Regions from separate parts of the Zea mays genome. Here region 2 is linked to region 1. Evidence: chromatin contacts called from public Hi-C data. All regions are on one chromosome and are shown on one strand. The core of a region is the stretch at or near the end of the contact, and the rest is flanking DNA. Distances in the headings are between cores, read along the strand shown.

Region 1 (7,656 bases), core at 2,231-4,730:
GATGGTACAATACAATCCTATGATTTGATACTTGACAGATCCAGTGTTGGCGGCTCCCACATGAGTGTGATCTAGGGAAGGAATAACCGAAGCAAGCCTTACCCCTGCAATTTTGCAGAGAGGCTGTGTAACCTTGGAAGCAATATAATGCTGTTCTGGTGTGCAACCTAGCTGAATGACGTATTTGTGATGTTAATGTAGTATGTTACATGTCGTGAACATTCTCGACATGAAATGCATTTCATGGCAAGAACATCATATTTGATAGCAACTAACAGACTACTATTTATCCTTGAGGTGAACGAATTCGGAGAATTGAAGTCTTACATTTTCTTGCGTACTTCAACCTGCTTCTCTTTGCGTTCATACTCTTGCCTGATCTTCTTTTTCTCAGCTTCAACAAGCTGCAACTTCTCAATGTTGAATTCCTGCAAGTTTTTAAACAAGTAAAAGTTGAGGACGCATAGAAAAAAGGGCATTGACAAGTACACACATAAAAAGAGATATGAAACTGTCTGATCAAATCACATTTGAATCTAGCTATTAAGCTAGATACAGACATGATTCTGTATGCTATTCATTTATGAATATGATGTTTTTATCAATCACTAAATCAGATAAAATAAAAGGGAGGCAATAAATAAACATCCTGCATAAAAAGAGAACAGAAATACTAAAACTGTCAATTGAATCAAATGTTTAGTCAGAAGTCAAACCACATTACATCCATCAGAGGCTAGATAAAAACATGAATCTATGTGCACTATCCAAACATGAATCAAGTGTTTCGGTTGTATACTGACTTATTTTGATCAATTTCAGACACTGCCTGCACAACAATAACCGTATACATTCACATGAAACATTTTAGAGGTATATTTAAATAAAGTAGACCTGATCATGCACCACATGAAACATTTTAGAGGTATGTTTAAATAAAGTAGACATGATCGTGCACCACCTAACCTGACGAACATGATCCCACCTGCACAAAAGAAACCGACCCAACCCAACCCAATCAATATGGCGGGCAAGCGCAGACCATCATTATTAAGCCAAAGAAAATGTTAGGTCAGGCTGAGAGACCTGATTTTCAACGGGCCGACCGGACAGCCAGAATAGGAAAACTTAATTGAAAAATACCACTGGCTTACCATCCCACATGTGGCCCAGCAGTAGCCCAACAACAGAAACCCATCGTTATCACATATATGCCACCCACACCGTGCCCAACCCTATGGCCCACGTTAGCCTCTTATAAGCTTTCTGCTCCCTTGCCTCTCCACAGGCTGCCTCCGACTCCTGTCTCTTACTCTTGTAGTCGCGTTCAATCTATCCTCAAGCCACTAGCCGTGAAGCACCTCCAGCGCTAGACAAGCTTGAACTGACAAAAGATGGCAGGAGCTCTGTGTCTGCCACCAGGAGAAAATCTACATCAACTGCTCCAGATCCTGTTGTCCCTGGGCACACAGGGCCGACAAGAGGCAGAGGCACGTCACCATGGAGCACAAGACGTGCCGGATCCAGCCGTCTGCCACAGGGCGCCACTATGCCCTCGCCAAGTCTTCTTCAGTTCATTGGGCCATGCAGCAGGTGGGCTCGGGTCATAGCAAAAGTGGACCTTTTTTGGCCTGGTCCGGCCTGAGGATGTGGGCACAGAGGATGCTACTGTTCTAATGATAAACCTAAATCTCTGACACAATTTACTGGCAGTATAGTTAATAATTAACTCACATTCGACTTCCATCCAAATGCATAAACATGAATAATCAGGCAAAAGTTGGGTGTGGAAATAGCAACGAAAAGAGGTGTATATATTGTGCAAAGACTTCAATACATGACTATTTTCATGAAATCAAACATTAAGGCAGCACATGTATATCCAGGCCCCAGGGAACACACTACTATTTCCTCAACCCAAATATAGCACACAAAGTGAATGTTTTCTTGTATTGTTTAGTTTTTTATGATCTTCATTCTTCAAGACTAAACTGTGCATGCTACTTTTTTCATGCCGATCTACAATAACAAATGTACTTTTATGGAAGCATTTTTTAAAAGATAGGTCTAGCAATGTGTTTTTCACACAAGTAAATAGGTAATCTTTATAGTTTATACATATTATTAGTCAAGATTTTGAATGTTTGGCAGGTGTATTCTACCAATGGAGGTTGAACATAATGGTCCATCATATTCTACTACACTGTAGCAGAATCAGTATATTAATCATACACGCATGTGATCTCATACATTGAATTTAATTGGTACACTGTGTTCATAAGTTGGCAGCAAAGACAAAAAGGAAAATACATGAATATGCATGATTGTAGAAGCCCTCCAACAAGTAAATTTGTCGTCCAGTGTCTAGCACACTAGCAATTCATCAAGCAACCAACCAAAATTGGTATCGATCAGATCGCATCTTCCAGTACAGTTACTTCAATGTCTACACTACAACGAGAAAATAGAAGACACCTTAAAAAGTGATACATGGTTAATGGCTTAGGTAATTAGGTACCGGACATACAGAAGTTGTGATTAGTTGTTTGAACTTTTGATATCAGGGGTTACACTCTTATTTTCAGAAAGCTATTTGAACTTTTGAAGCATAACTCCTAGAACCAAGCCAGAAGACAAATTGGGCATCCAAGCATGAGACGTTCCCTTTGAAGGGAATGACATAGAATTAATCAAGAGGAGAAATGGAGTGATTCAGCTTAAGATCATTTAGCTTCTAGATGAAGGATGAGAATCACGTCTTAGGAGTTCCCAATTCAGCTTAAGCTCCAATTTTGTTTCCAGAACATTCAGGAAGCATGTGAACCATTTGTGAGCTCCGAAAACATACCTCGTCTGACTACAGTTATACAGGAGCCCTAGAATTATGCCAGTCGGTAGAGAATGGCGTGAATACCAACTCAAAAGCGTGGAGGGTTGGAGGCACAAAACCTCCGCGATCTAGAACTCTCTACAATGTTCACCACCCACCATGAGCGTAACAAGCCCAAAGCCCTAGAGCCGCTAACCCAACTCCAAACTCTCCTCGATCTGCCTCGGAACTGGGGGCCTTTGTCGCTTGGGACTACGGATCTCGTACACAATAAGCGAAGCACCAAGCGTTAAAACAATCGAGCAGCTAAAGCCGGCTCTCCCAGATGCTTCGGGATCATGGAGCGCGTCAGCCAGATCGGGCAGCTGAGAGTACAGAGACAAGCATCTAGAAGCTTCTGGAAGCTTCTAGGAGGGTGAGGAAGCGGCAGGCAGGGTAAACTGACCTCCTCGGCGGAGACGGAGATCTCGTTGGCCTTCTCGTCGGCCTCCTGGCGGATGAACCGCACCATCTGCTGGATCTGCTTGGATACATCGGCGTCATTCATCTTGACGGCGGCGGATCCGACAGGCCCTCCGGCTGCTCTGCTCGCTCCGGCACCGCCGCGCTGGGGGTATGGAAGTTGCTGAGGAGGCAATCGGGAGTCCACGGGATCGAGACTGGTCGAGGTGGAGGTCGTGGGGCTAGTCTAGGCGTCTAGCCGCGCGGGGGCAACGTGATCGGGTTGGTTGCCGCTGCCTGTCTGTATGTGATACCATTATTTCGTGAACCCGGTCCATGGTTCCGTGATCTTTATCATTGCTTCCGGTCATTGTCTGACCAGTTTTTTACATCAGAGTATCTCCAACAATATCTCAAGCTAATGTCTTAAATTAAAATATAGAGTTTTACACTGAAAAAATAACTACAACAGTGCCTCATTTCATAAAATTTGATCAAAAAACTATAAGATACATTCTCAAGTGCCTCAAATACACTATAGTGGGCTGTCATATAATCTATATTTGAGGCTTTACTGTTAGAGCGGTGTGTTTTGTTGATGCCCTAAATTATATAAATTATACTCATTTTTAAATTATAGAGTTTTTTTATAGGTCGTTGTTGTAGATGCTCTTAGGGTATCTCCAAGAAATCACCTAAACCAACCCAAAAACGTTTTAAGGAAAAAACACATTTTGAGCCCTCCAACCATTCCCTCTTCTCCCCATATTTATATTTATAGATGGCCAAATGGGTCGTGTTTAACGGACCGGCCCAAAGCACAACTCATTTAATAGTTCCAGACCGGGCCCGGCACGCCATTGCATCGGCCCGCAGTGCCAGTCCGGTCCGACACGATTATATTTTTTATTTTATAAAACATAGTATATATATTTAGATTTTATAATTGCTATTTTTACAACAAATGCACTAGATGTAAGTTTTACATGTTAGTCTCCTTCATGTAGCGTTTTCAGCCTTGTAGAGAGGTCGTGGGTTTAAAACCTCACTTGTGTATAGTTTTTTTTACTATTTTTCCTGATTTAACAACACAACATGAACAAGTTAACGGATCGGCCCAGCATAGCTACTAGGCCGGTATGCCGTGATTGGACCGTAGCTGCGACACGCGGGCCGATCGGGCATGGCCTGATTATCCGTCGGGCCGGCCCGTGCCGTGCGGAACCGGGCCGACCGTTTGTGCAACAACTATACCCATTTTTTTTGCTTCCCTCATCCATTTCCTGCCCTCCCGCAAATTTGAGCGTCACAGATCCTCCCCAATCGCCCCTACTCGCCTTCGCTTTTTACACGGCCTGCCGCGCCGCCGGCTCCTCCGCAAAGTAGTCCTCGACGTTGCCTCCTCTAGCCCCGCGGTCGTCTTGCAACCCCTGGGGTCCTGGCCGTGCAAATGAGCACGCTGACCTGGCCATGGTCGATCCACATGGGGACAAATGAGCACGCTGACCGGCCGGCGAGGCACAGGAAGAAATAAATACGTGTTCTTATTGCTTGTACTGTTAGCTTTCTACCGCATGTAGTTTACATGTTCGACGAAATGCCAACTAAAGACAGGATACTAGTTGTTTCAAAAGTATTTGGGATTATGTATTAGCCGTCTGCTGTGGGTTTAGCTTTTTTTAAGAAATATTTTTTAGCAACAACCCCAATAAAACGTTTTGGAGAACATTTTTTTTAGAGTTGCTTCTAGTCTCGTCCCTAAAAAAAGAGCCACACGCGGATCCACCTGTTTTGTTGGGGCCCGATAAAATCCATAAACTCTTTAGCAAAATATTATATTGTCGCGACTCAAGTATATCTACACCACATAATAAAGCTAGCCTAGATTATGTTTTAAACTTGAGCTAGCTCAGCCCTTGTGGGATGGAACAATCATTATTAAAGGATTATTATGCCCTCCCACACAATCAGAAACATGTGCTTTCAGTAACCACTGTACATCCGATCAATACAGTCACTCAGTTCCAACACGTTGTACTCGTTGAATGGGGATATTGTTTTTTTTTGGTATGTAATAAAATGACACGCGTTGAAAGGTGTTTTTTTCGCGCTCTCGCAGCGTGCCCTTTTCGCATCTGAACAATTTCTACCTTACGATATTGCCTGGCGCATTCATGCCAGGCGCGCCCAAGTCCCTCTCCCTAGGGTCGCGTCACGCGCGTTCCCGGTCCGTCGTGGCCACCTCGCCAGTCGCCACCTCGGAACCGATAAGAATGCAACAACAGCTAGCACGGTGGAGCTCGAGCGCAAAAGCTGTCAAAGAGGCTGAAAGGGTTGCAAGCACGCACAACACATTACTACACACAGGGGCTCGGATGCGCGCGCGTTGACAGCAACTAGCATATATGGCTAGAGCTAGATCCATCCGTTCTCTTCAGCTAGGCGCCTAGGCCGCTTCTCATCACTCCTCTAGTCCTCTTGCTTTGCCGGCGGCGACGGCGGAGGAGGCGGGTGCCAGCGCGCTAGAGCTATAGCTACTCGCGACGTACCACGCGAAGTACGTCCGGCGCGGCGATGTGGTGGATGATGATGAGCGGCGAGGAGCTGGTGGTGACGCTGGCGCCGGTGGCCGTGTACTGGGTGTACGCGGGGATCTACGAGGCGCTGCTGGCGCGTACCGCGGTGCTGGACAGGTACAGGCTGCACTCGAGGCGGGACGAGGAGACCAAGAACGTCGCCTCCAGGAAGGACGTCGTCAAAGGGGTGCTCCTGCAGCAGGGCATCCAGGTCTCCATTTCCGTTGCCATCCTCAAGGTCTACAACTCTCCGCTTCTCATCAGTGTCCATATTATGCATCGCTGCCTAGTACTGTAGGAGTAGTGTTAATATAACCAAGCAGAAAAGAACTTGCTGTCCTCGCCCTGCTGTGTTGTCATGCATGCTGTTGGACGACCACTCTAAATTGTTTTTCATAGCGTAGATATGTAGGTAGATAGATAGACAGACAGATGGGATGTGGCTTTTCTATCCCACCTTCAATTCCACTACTCCATAAAACATTACACTCTACAGTACAGTGAAACAATATTTTACGTGATCACACGGTCCGCCGGAGACGGTCGGAAGCCGATTAAACTCCCGTGGAGGAAAGGAGTGTGCGATCGTGCGACTGCCTGAAAGCTCCAGCTTGATCTGCCGTCGTGCAGGCAACCAGGATTGGCCAAAAACCAGGGTCAAGTGTGTGTTTCCACGACATTCAAGGCAACCTGTGACAAACAATGCACAGTTTGAAACGGCTGCCAAGCTACCATCAGGCTCGATCGAGCTCATACTACACACCCGGTGTTGTTTTGTGGATCACAAATTAATCCGTTCAGAAGGAAGCGTTTTGGATTATTGGTCATCCAAAGAATTTAGGTGTTGTTTCCTTGGCTTTAATCTGAAATGTTTTGTCTGACTTTAATCCATAAAAACGAACGGCATGAATAAATTTGAATAGGCCGGATGACCAAACGGCTCCTCCAGTGTAGCCTGAAGCCTCTGCCACTCCACTCCATGTATGGGTGACGACCGGCTCGCCTGCTTGTGAATGGCTTAAGCAGTTAAGCCTGACAAGCATTGAAGACCAGTCAGCACTCTGCACCGCGGCTCAGTGCTGGCCGTGTCCACGCAGCGCACCGCACCAGCCCGTGGCCATGCGCAGGGCAGCCGCCTGCTGTACAGTGCACACGCGTACGTGCACTCCATATGCATGCATTTGCTGCGCGCGCGTCTTGTTTCATCTATCACGGGGCCGCCGGGCGGGCGTCCTTTGTTGGGAATCTATGCATTTCTGACCGTCATTTATTATGCCGGATGCCTTCGGTTCACACACCTAATAATCTTTTAGTACGTCCGTCATTGTTTGTGCAGATGAAGGGACACGGTGCCGCTGCTGCTGATGCCACCGCCACCAACGACGATCTCGCGGCGGCGGTGGCTGTGGCGGAACCGTTCCTGCTGGTGGCGGCGGCGCGGTTCGGCGTGGCGATGCTGGTGCTGGACGCGTGGCAGTACTTCACGCACAGGCTCATGCACTCCGTCCCGTACATGTACCGGCAGTTCCACTCGTGCCACCACCGCGTGGCGGCGCCCTACGCGTACGCGGCGCAGTACGGGCACCCTGTGGACGGCGTGCTCACGGAGACGATGTCGGGCGTTGCGGCGTACCTGGCCTCGGGCATGCCCCCGCGTGTGGCCACGGCCTTCTTCGTCTTCGCCACCGTCAAGGGCGTGGACGACCACTGCGGCGTGGCCGCGCCGTGGAACCCGTTCCACGTCGTGTTCCGGAACAACACCGTCTACCACGACGTGCACCACCAGCGCGGCGGCGGCCGGCACAACTT
Region 2 (7,656 bases), core at 3,690-6,189, 230 kb before region 1:
AAGCTAAAACGACTTACAATTTGAAACAGAGGGAGTAGATTACTCCTTATGACATGCATCTTATTTCTGCAGCGTTTTCGAAACAGCAAACACAATATATAGAATAGCTAATGAAATTTCTACTTGCCGCTTATTCTGAAGGATCCAAGGTAACAATAATACCATGTTAATTCTCATTTCATGTGAGACATGCAACTATCATACTATTAAGGGGCAGATGCCAAAGTCAGCGTGTTACTGTTCCCAGAAAGAATCCAGTACATTTTATACTGCTCCTCGATATGGCTAATGCAAGAAAGGCATGTTATATACTTATCTGTAGTACTTTCTGCGATGAATGTTATCAGTTCAATATAATTGCTGAAACATGTTCGAATGTAGCGATAAAGTGACTGTTCTGAACGTTTATCTTGATTATTATTATTATTAGTTTCTATATGAACTAAATATATTCTGTTCATCTGTATTAAAAGTGAACTCCAATGCTAAATAGATGAACATTTTCTCCCTCAAAATTAACAAGAGAACATCAAATTTCACTGATTAGAAGAAAGGCTGTTACATGAGTTCCAAAGGAGATGCGGAAAGGGCGAGAACAGCAAATTTCACTGATTAGAAGAAAGGCTGTTACATGAGTTCCAAAGGAGATGGCGAAAGGGCTTAACTCGCTCATTATTCTCGTTTTATGGGAGGTGTGGAACCCCTGATTTCAAGTCGTCGATTAGTCGTCCAGTCGGTCATGGGAGGCCGACTTGGGAGCTCGGCTCGACTTTTCTGGCAAGTCGGTCGACTTGCCAGCGACTGGAATATATTAGTCGACTAGTCGTCGACTTGGTCGAACTAGTCGGCCGACTTGCCCCTAATTCGTCCCAAACATCAGAAAGGCCCATTAGTCCATTACACACCATAAACCCTAAACCCAACAGCCGCCTCTAGTCCCTCACGTCGTCCTGCTCGCCGCCAGGCCCTCCTCTGCCCGCCACCGGCCGCCCACCTCCAGCCCCACCTCTGCCCGCTGCCCTCCTCTGGCCGCCTACCCTCCTCTGGCCGCCGCCCAGGCGCCCACCTCCAGCCGTCGAGGCCTACGCCGCCCTCCTCTGGCCGCCGCCCACCTCTGGCCGTCGAAGCCTCTGGTGGTGAGTCCTGTGCCGCCCCTCTGCACGCCCTGACAAGTCTCGGCAACCTGCGCCGCCCTCACAAGTCACAACAAGCTCTAGGGATATGGAAGATGCATCTGCAGATCGACCACAAGGGGAGTCAGGAAGCCAGCAGCCATATGATCCAGCTAAAGATCCTAAGAGAAAGGCAAAATCGAAGGATCCGACATAGAACTATTGTTATTGGCCGGATTTGAACAAAAAAGATGTGGTGAAGTGCATCCTTTGTGGAAAAATTGTTCATGCAAGTGTTAGAAGGTTGAAGCAGCACCTTGTTGGGTGGACAGTCAAAATGAAACAATTAGAGAAGGGGATGATCTTGCATGGGCTCATGTGGATGATGCAATCGGTGCTTCTAGTTCACTTCAAGGTCGCAACTTCCCAAGAAGAGCCCGATATGAGTCTGTTTATTCAAGGCGTTGTCAAGCTGCTGCTACACAGGAGGAGAGAGTTATGGAAGAGGAAGAGCAAGGCAATGAGGGCAATGAACAAGATGACGAAGAGTACATGTCTAATTATGATGAAGAAGTGGATGACTTTGGTGAATCCCCACATAACAGTCCAACTCAAGCTGGTGCTGGTGGTGAAGAAAATGCAATGGATGATCTTGATTTGGGAGATATTTAGGGTATCTAGTATCTATCTAGCTACAACAGCAGCTTAGATCTAATGGAGTTTATTTCCTTTCAAGTTTGAACTATATTTTCTTGCTATTTGTTTTCCAATTTGAACTATATGACTGTTATGACTTATGAGTTTATGACTTATCACTTATGTGGCTGATTTGGTTCAGTTTGAGGCTTCAAATGAGGTAAGACTTGCTGTTTATTTCAGTTTCGTTCAATTTCAAACTTCAAAAGAGGTAAAACATCCTCTTTCTTCATATATAATTGATATATTGTCTATATGAAGCCATTATATAGGCAAAACAGCCACTATATTGGCAAGTCCACGACTAGTCGACTGACTTATCGACTAGTCACCAAGTCGGTACCTTGTCGACTCGACTCGACTTACTGACTTGAAAACCTTGTGTGGAAGCACCGGAATTCTTGTGTGTTTGAAGGGGCTGTCTAATATCCATACCCTTCTTCAGACCATAGATGATGAATGCAGTTTGTGGTGTATGGCTGAAGCATCAAAGCTGAATGAATTGCTAGCAAGGTCGTTGGTCCAGATTACCCAGTGTTTGGAGTAGTTTGTTCAGGTCCTGGTCATGTATCTTCCCACCCCTCCCTTTTTTCAGTGTGGGTGGGAGTGTGTTCGGTTATTTACGGCGAGTTGGGCTTCTTTCAAAATCCAACTCGTTTTATACTCTTTCTATCTTAATGAAATGACACGCAGCTCTCCTGCTTCATTCACAAAAAAAAAGAATTGCAGCAAGACAAAATGAAAAAAAGGCTCGGCTCTCAACTGCAATAAAAAAGAAAGAAAACTAAGTGTAAATGATGAATGAGATTACATGCTGCAACAAGGAAAACATCTAACACAGTACATGCTGCAACAAGGAAATCATCTTGCACATGTATCAGCTTATTTATCTTTTCAGATTATACGAAGCATGTAACTTGTACGTGCATTTAAGAGAAATTTCATGAAGTAGGGAAATGCTAGAATATATACATGAATCCACCCTGCAGGATAAAGTGACTGCTCTGATAACACGGCATGTATCTCCTCCTCACTAACAGCCTGACACTATTTGGAAAAGAAAGGAAGACTTCAGAATGGGATAGCTAGATAGTTGTCATGACATATAATAAACTAACAAAAATATATTAAGAATAATGTTAGAAACCACTCAGTTACTGACATACTGAGTGAGCAGTTCCTTCTTGCTTTGGTATAATCAACATCGTGACAAAATAAGTTCCATCCCTCTGCATAGAAACATAAAATACTCAAGATCTAATCTGACAATTAGGTATTCTTGTCACATAGGTAACTTGTTGCCCGCTTCACTTACAAATGAAGCACCAAGAATTCCACAAGTCTCTAGATTATTGCTTGTATTCTCCTTTGCAAGCTCCATGAATTCGGCTGTCAATCTCACTGACTGAATAACATGTAAGGATGTTATTTCATCTCAATCTTCAGTCTTACCATCCTCCAAGAAACACTGTATATTCTTAAAAGAAAATGATGGGGAACGAAAGAGAACGTACTATTTGCATGTCATGCAAATTACTTGATGCTGAAGACTGTCCCACTGAAGCTCTGGCTTGCTCATCCACATATTCAGAGACAGGATTAAAAGAAGCATTGCCAAAGCTGGAAAGATCTTCTATCCAAGATACGATTGGAGACGGGAAGTGATGCTTCACAGCACAGGAACCAACATCGTGGTCTCCCACTCTAGTTTGGCAGCTGACGATTTGTTGAGCATCCAGATACATTGATTTGGTTGGTCTTGAGTGGATCCCACATCTCCTCGTATCAATGTCATATCTGCCAATTTTGCATTGATCATGTCATGATGTATCATAAACAAAATTGTCGACCGCTACAGAAGGTAAAGCACTGCATACCTCCTACTACCCATGGCTGAGCAAGGACACCAAAATTTCAGCCTGCAATTTTTTTTTTTACAAAAATATCGAACATTTAGAAATACTGAAGACAAAAGAGTCGAGGATCTGGAAAGAAATGACAGCAGTTTGATAAGGCATCTAACAAGTGACAACACCAGAGCATTGCTATTGTTGAACATCATTTAAGCGAACTAACAAAAACATTGGCGAGCAATCGATGAAGTTCAGGGCAGGTACACCATTTTCTTTTCTAATAAATAAACACTTCTCCTATATTAAGTGCCTGAATTTTAAGATGATTCAGGAGCGTAATGATTAAGGCTTCCGAGTAGCACCTCTAGGCCGTGGGTTCGATTCCCCTTGGGGGCGAAGTTCGGGCTTGGTTAAAAAAATCCCCTCGATGTGTCGCGCCCGCTCTGGGTTACGTCTTGCATGCCACCCTTCGGTTGTGCCGTTGCAGACTGGGCGGTGATGACCCGCTAGTGATGGGGTACCAGGGTGAGGGGAGTTTCTCGGTCAGGACCATGTTTCGGACTCTTCTTAATATAATACAGGAGAGGGCGGTTTTTTCCTCCCTGGCCGAGTTTTTTGATTTGTTATTCATCTTTGTATAACATATTAGTTTTTTTGTCCTTGTTTGACTATTGAAATAATTGTTAATTGTCTTTGTTCCAAACACGGATCATACTTTGTCGAGCTTATGGTTTCATCCGACGAGTTTTTTTATTATCAGAACCGAACTACAACAGTAACCTTTGCCTGAAAGAAAGCTAAGCTAAAGTTCAGGCACAAATTCTAGCAGGTCCCATAAACAAATGCATAGCAATTGAAGACTCTGCGCTGCTTCAAACAACAGAAAACCAACCTGCGCCGAACAAAAGTAATAGTCCAACAATAATTCGAATTAAGAACGACCTCTTCATCACTAACCACCCCAGAAACAGCCACGGAAAGTAGTACCAATCCTTAGCTCCCCGCCGAGCCTCCCCGCTAGAAGTTAAACCCTAAAAGCCAACCAGATAAGCACGACCTCACGCCTAGCGGACCGCGAATCTCGCGGCTGGGCAGTGTCAACTTCCGCAAAGTAGGTCATCGGTCACGAGACAGAGCTCACTCACCTCGAGAAAATCTGGAGCAGTTGAGCCGCTTCAGGAGCGATCGGTGGGAAGCATTGGAGGGAGAGGGAGAGGGAGAGAAGAGGCGATTGGTTTCAGCGAGGCGAGGCGAGTGGCCGTATGGCCGAGCGGGGGGAGAAAGTTGGGGGAAAGGCGAGCGACGAGAGTCCTTGGGGGCCTGTGGGCTGTGGCTGGCTGCCGTTATTCTTACGCGAACACGAACTGGATGGGCTCACGGAATTGGATGGGCGCGCCACGTCGCTATCGTGCAGTGCATGCCGCCCACATCACAAAGAGAAAGAGGGGCGCTGGCCTGGGCGGGTGGGAGACTGAGAGCAAAGCAATGGAGAGTTCTGGATATAGGGACGAAAAAAGTCCGGGGGCGCTGGACCGAAGGGCGGGTCAGCGGGACGCCGGTCACGGTCACGGTTGCGCTGGCTCGGCGAGGTGAGCCAGCGACGTCGGCAGCTGCAGCGGAGTGCAGCGCCGCGGTGCGGATCAGGGGATGATGAGGTGTCGGCCCGGCGCGCTTTCGGCGCCGGCGCATGGGGCTCACGCTCCTGACGGCGATGCTGGGTGCGGTGCATCGGTTAATAATAATAATCTGGGGAAGAATCGAGGAGGGGACGGCATACCGGCATGGGATCGATCGACTGACCGTTGGCTTGGCGCTATTGTTGCCTGTCATCGCCAGGTCAGCCGTTAACGCATCGCAAAAGGGAGAGGGCGTTGAGGATCGGGATCCCCTGCAGTACTGCATGGGCCACTGCCGCGTGGGCTCCGCGTGCGACAGGGCCCACGCGCAGGGCGTTGAGTGGAGGGGAAGGAAGCTATGCGTATGGCGGTGTGGGATGGCACGTTGATTCTAACTTCCGCAAATCTTACCAGAAAGCAAATGCCCTCACCATTTCTACACCAGTCAAACTTGTCCCATAAACATTTTGGTTTTCAAAAGCTTTCGACTAGTTTGGGTAATTTAGTATTGACCTCAATCCACATGTGTTGTGGAATAAAGTGTAACTTAAACTAATTTACACTTAAATCCACCTCAACAAATGTAAATTTGGGTCAATACTAAAGTACCCAAACAAAACCTTCATGTGAAAGGGCACGGCCAAAAATCATATTCACTCGCCCAAAAAGTTGTAACTAAAGTCAACAGCTGGGGTCAGCAAAAGTGGATTTGGGAGTGCAGCGATTATGGAAAATGTTGAAACTGAGCCGTAGGAGCCTTTTTTTTTACAACAATATCGGTAAGAGACCTTGTGATGGAGCTTATTTATCTTTCTCTCTCGTTTCAAACTTCACTCTGTAAATAATACAGTCTATAACGGAATACAATGTTTTATATGGTCATATGCATGATTTGCTCGCCATTGCCCATCGCCTTAAGATAGGCAACAAACAATGCAGCATTTGCCAGAAATTGCATTGCAAAACTATCCAATCTATCGTTTTAGTCTACAAAATCGGGGGGACAAAACACCAGCATCCTTTTGTCATATCTAGTTTATGTGCGACATCCTTGATCCATCTGGCGTGCCCTGTTGAGATGGTAGGGCTTACCATTTTTCCTGTTAGCAGGAATCGGCTGTGGCATCTAACCAAGCAATTTTCCAAAATACATTCATTGATAAGCACACATTACCTTACCTGCACATACGAAAATAAATTACACATAATTCTGACTAAAAAACAGTTACGAAAAAGATAGTAGCAAAACAAATCAGATAGGCATTTGTCAATAGTAGGTGATGCTATGTTCAGAAACATGTAGTCATTAGGCTATCCGCAACCGTTCCCCCTAAATTTTTCCCCCTATATCACTTTTTTGGGTCACATCATCAACATTTCACCCCCTATTTTTTCATCTCACGCAGCGGTTCCCCCTAAATACTCCCCCTATATCCCACTACACTATAAAATATCATTTTTTATACATACTTTTCATTTACTATAAATTTTTTATCTACTAACAATTGAAAGTGGGCCCACGTGAACAGTGTTTAGAGGGAGAGAGAGGCATACGCCAGAACGAGGGGGAGAGAGAGTCTTACCTCCGCGTAGAGTGCTCGCTAGGGAGAGCCGCTGCAGCACTAGCGGCTGCCCTGTAGCCGCCATGCAGCTACAGGCGAAGGGGAGAGGGCGTCCTGCGGCATCCGTTGCGCACAGCCTTACCACTGATCCAGTGAGAAATGAAACCTACCCTGACATAGGGTTACTAAATGCAATGAAGTTGGCTGGTTGTCCGCCATATATGTATGGGATATTGAACAACAGATGCAAGAGTTAATATTTTTCCTTTGATGTGGACAGTCACTTTGATCTCAAACTAATATACTTTTACTTCGAAGCACAATGGAAACTCCCCAATTTCACTTTGGAGTTTGGACTAATGCCTGCCGACTTACCATCATGACTATCTCTCCAAGAGATTTTCTACCATAGCTCTTTGTTTTATGCCACTCAAAGATTCTGACCTCATAATTGCATTTGATACAAGAATGACAGTACTTGCCGCAGGAGCATTCACCTACATAATATAAACCAAGAAATACAACACAAGAAACATTACTGTTGACAATCTAACAAAAAAAGGTGGGATAAAAAACCATGTGGACAGTATCTAGAACATACCCAGACTCGACCATTGATTCCAACAGCAATCTCAAACGACAGTTTTTTTTCCCAAGGGCCTCCAGAACTGGACATGTTGGCGTACTTAACAACCTATAAGCAGCTAATGTCAAATTCACAATCTAACAAAAAAAACAATGCTAGTGACTAAATCGAGTACGAGGTGTGTTGTCCTCACATTCTTGACATGCCAGTTGATGTGTCAAACATATAACC

What was found. Hi-C and Micro-C count contacts between places; a contact is called where the count stands out from the background.
Region 2: a contact with region 1 is called in a Hi-C map of leaf, with 4 times the contacts expected there. The contact joins the promoter of LOC100191225 here to the promoter of LOC100273417 in region 1. A contact is called at or near these places in 15 of 25 Hi-C or Micro-C datasets (bundle sheath, ear, endosperm and 5 more) and 2 of 3 datasets of contacts at active chromatin or transcription factors (leaf and seedling).

The regions. Positions count from the first base shown.
Region 1 is chr8:152,113,336-152,120,991 of Zm-B73-REFERENCE-NAM-5.0, reverse strand. LOC100273417 (V-type proton ATPase subunit E3) reads right to left here and starts at 3,480. Exons shown (of 6, transcript NM_001147854.1): 1 at 3,276-3,480; 2 at 328-428. The coding sequence starts at 3,377. It overlaps LOC103636134 (sphinganine C4-monooxygenase 1), which reads left to right and starts at 5,574. Exons shown (of 2, transcript XM_008658493.2): 1 at 5,574-6,085; 2 at 7,184-7,656. The coding sequence starts at 5,846.
Region 2 is chr8:152,346,688-152,354,343 of Zm-B73-REFERENCE-NAM-5.0, reverse strand. LOC100191225 (AMSH-like ubiquitin thioesterase 2) reads right to left here and starts at 4,939. Exons shown (of 9, transcript NM_001136659.1): 1 at 4,807-4,939; 2 at 3,686-3,727; 3 at 3,323-3,605; 4 at 3,124-3,213; 5 at 2,975-3,037; 6 at 2,781-2,855. The coding sequence starts at 3,699. It also overlaps LOC103636137.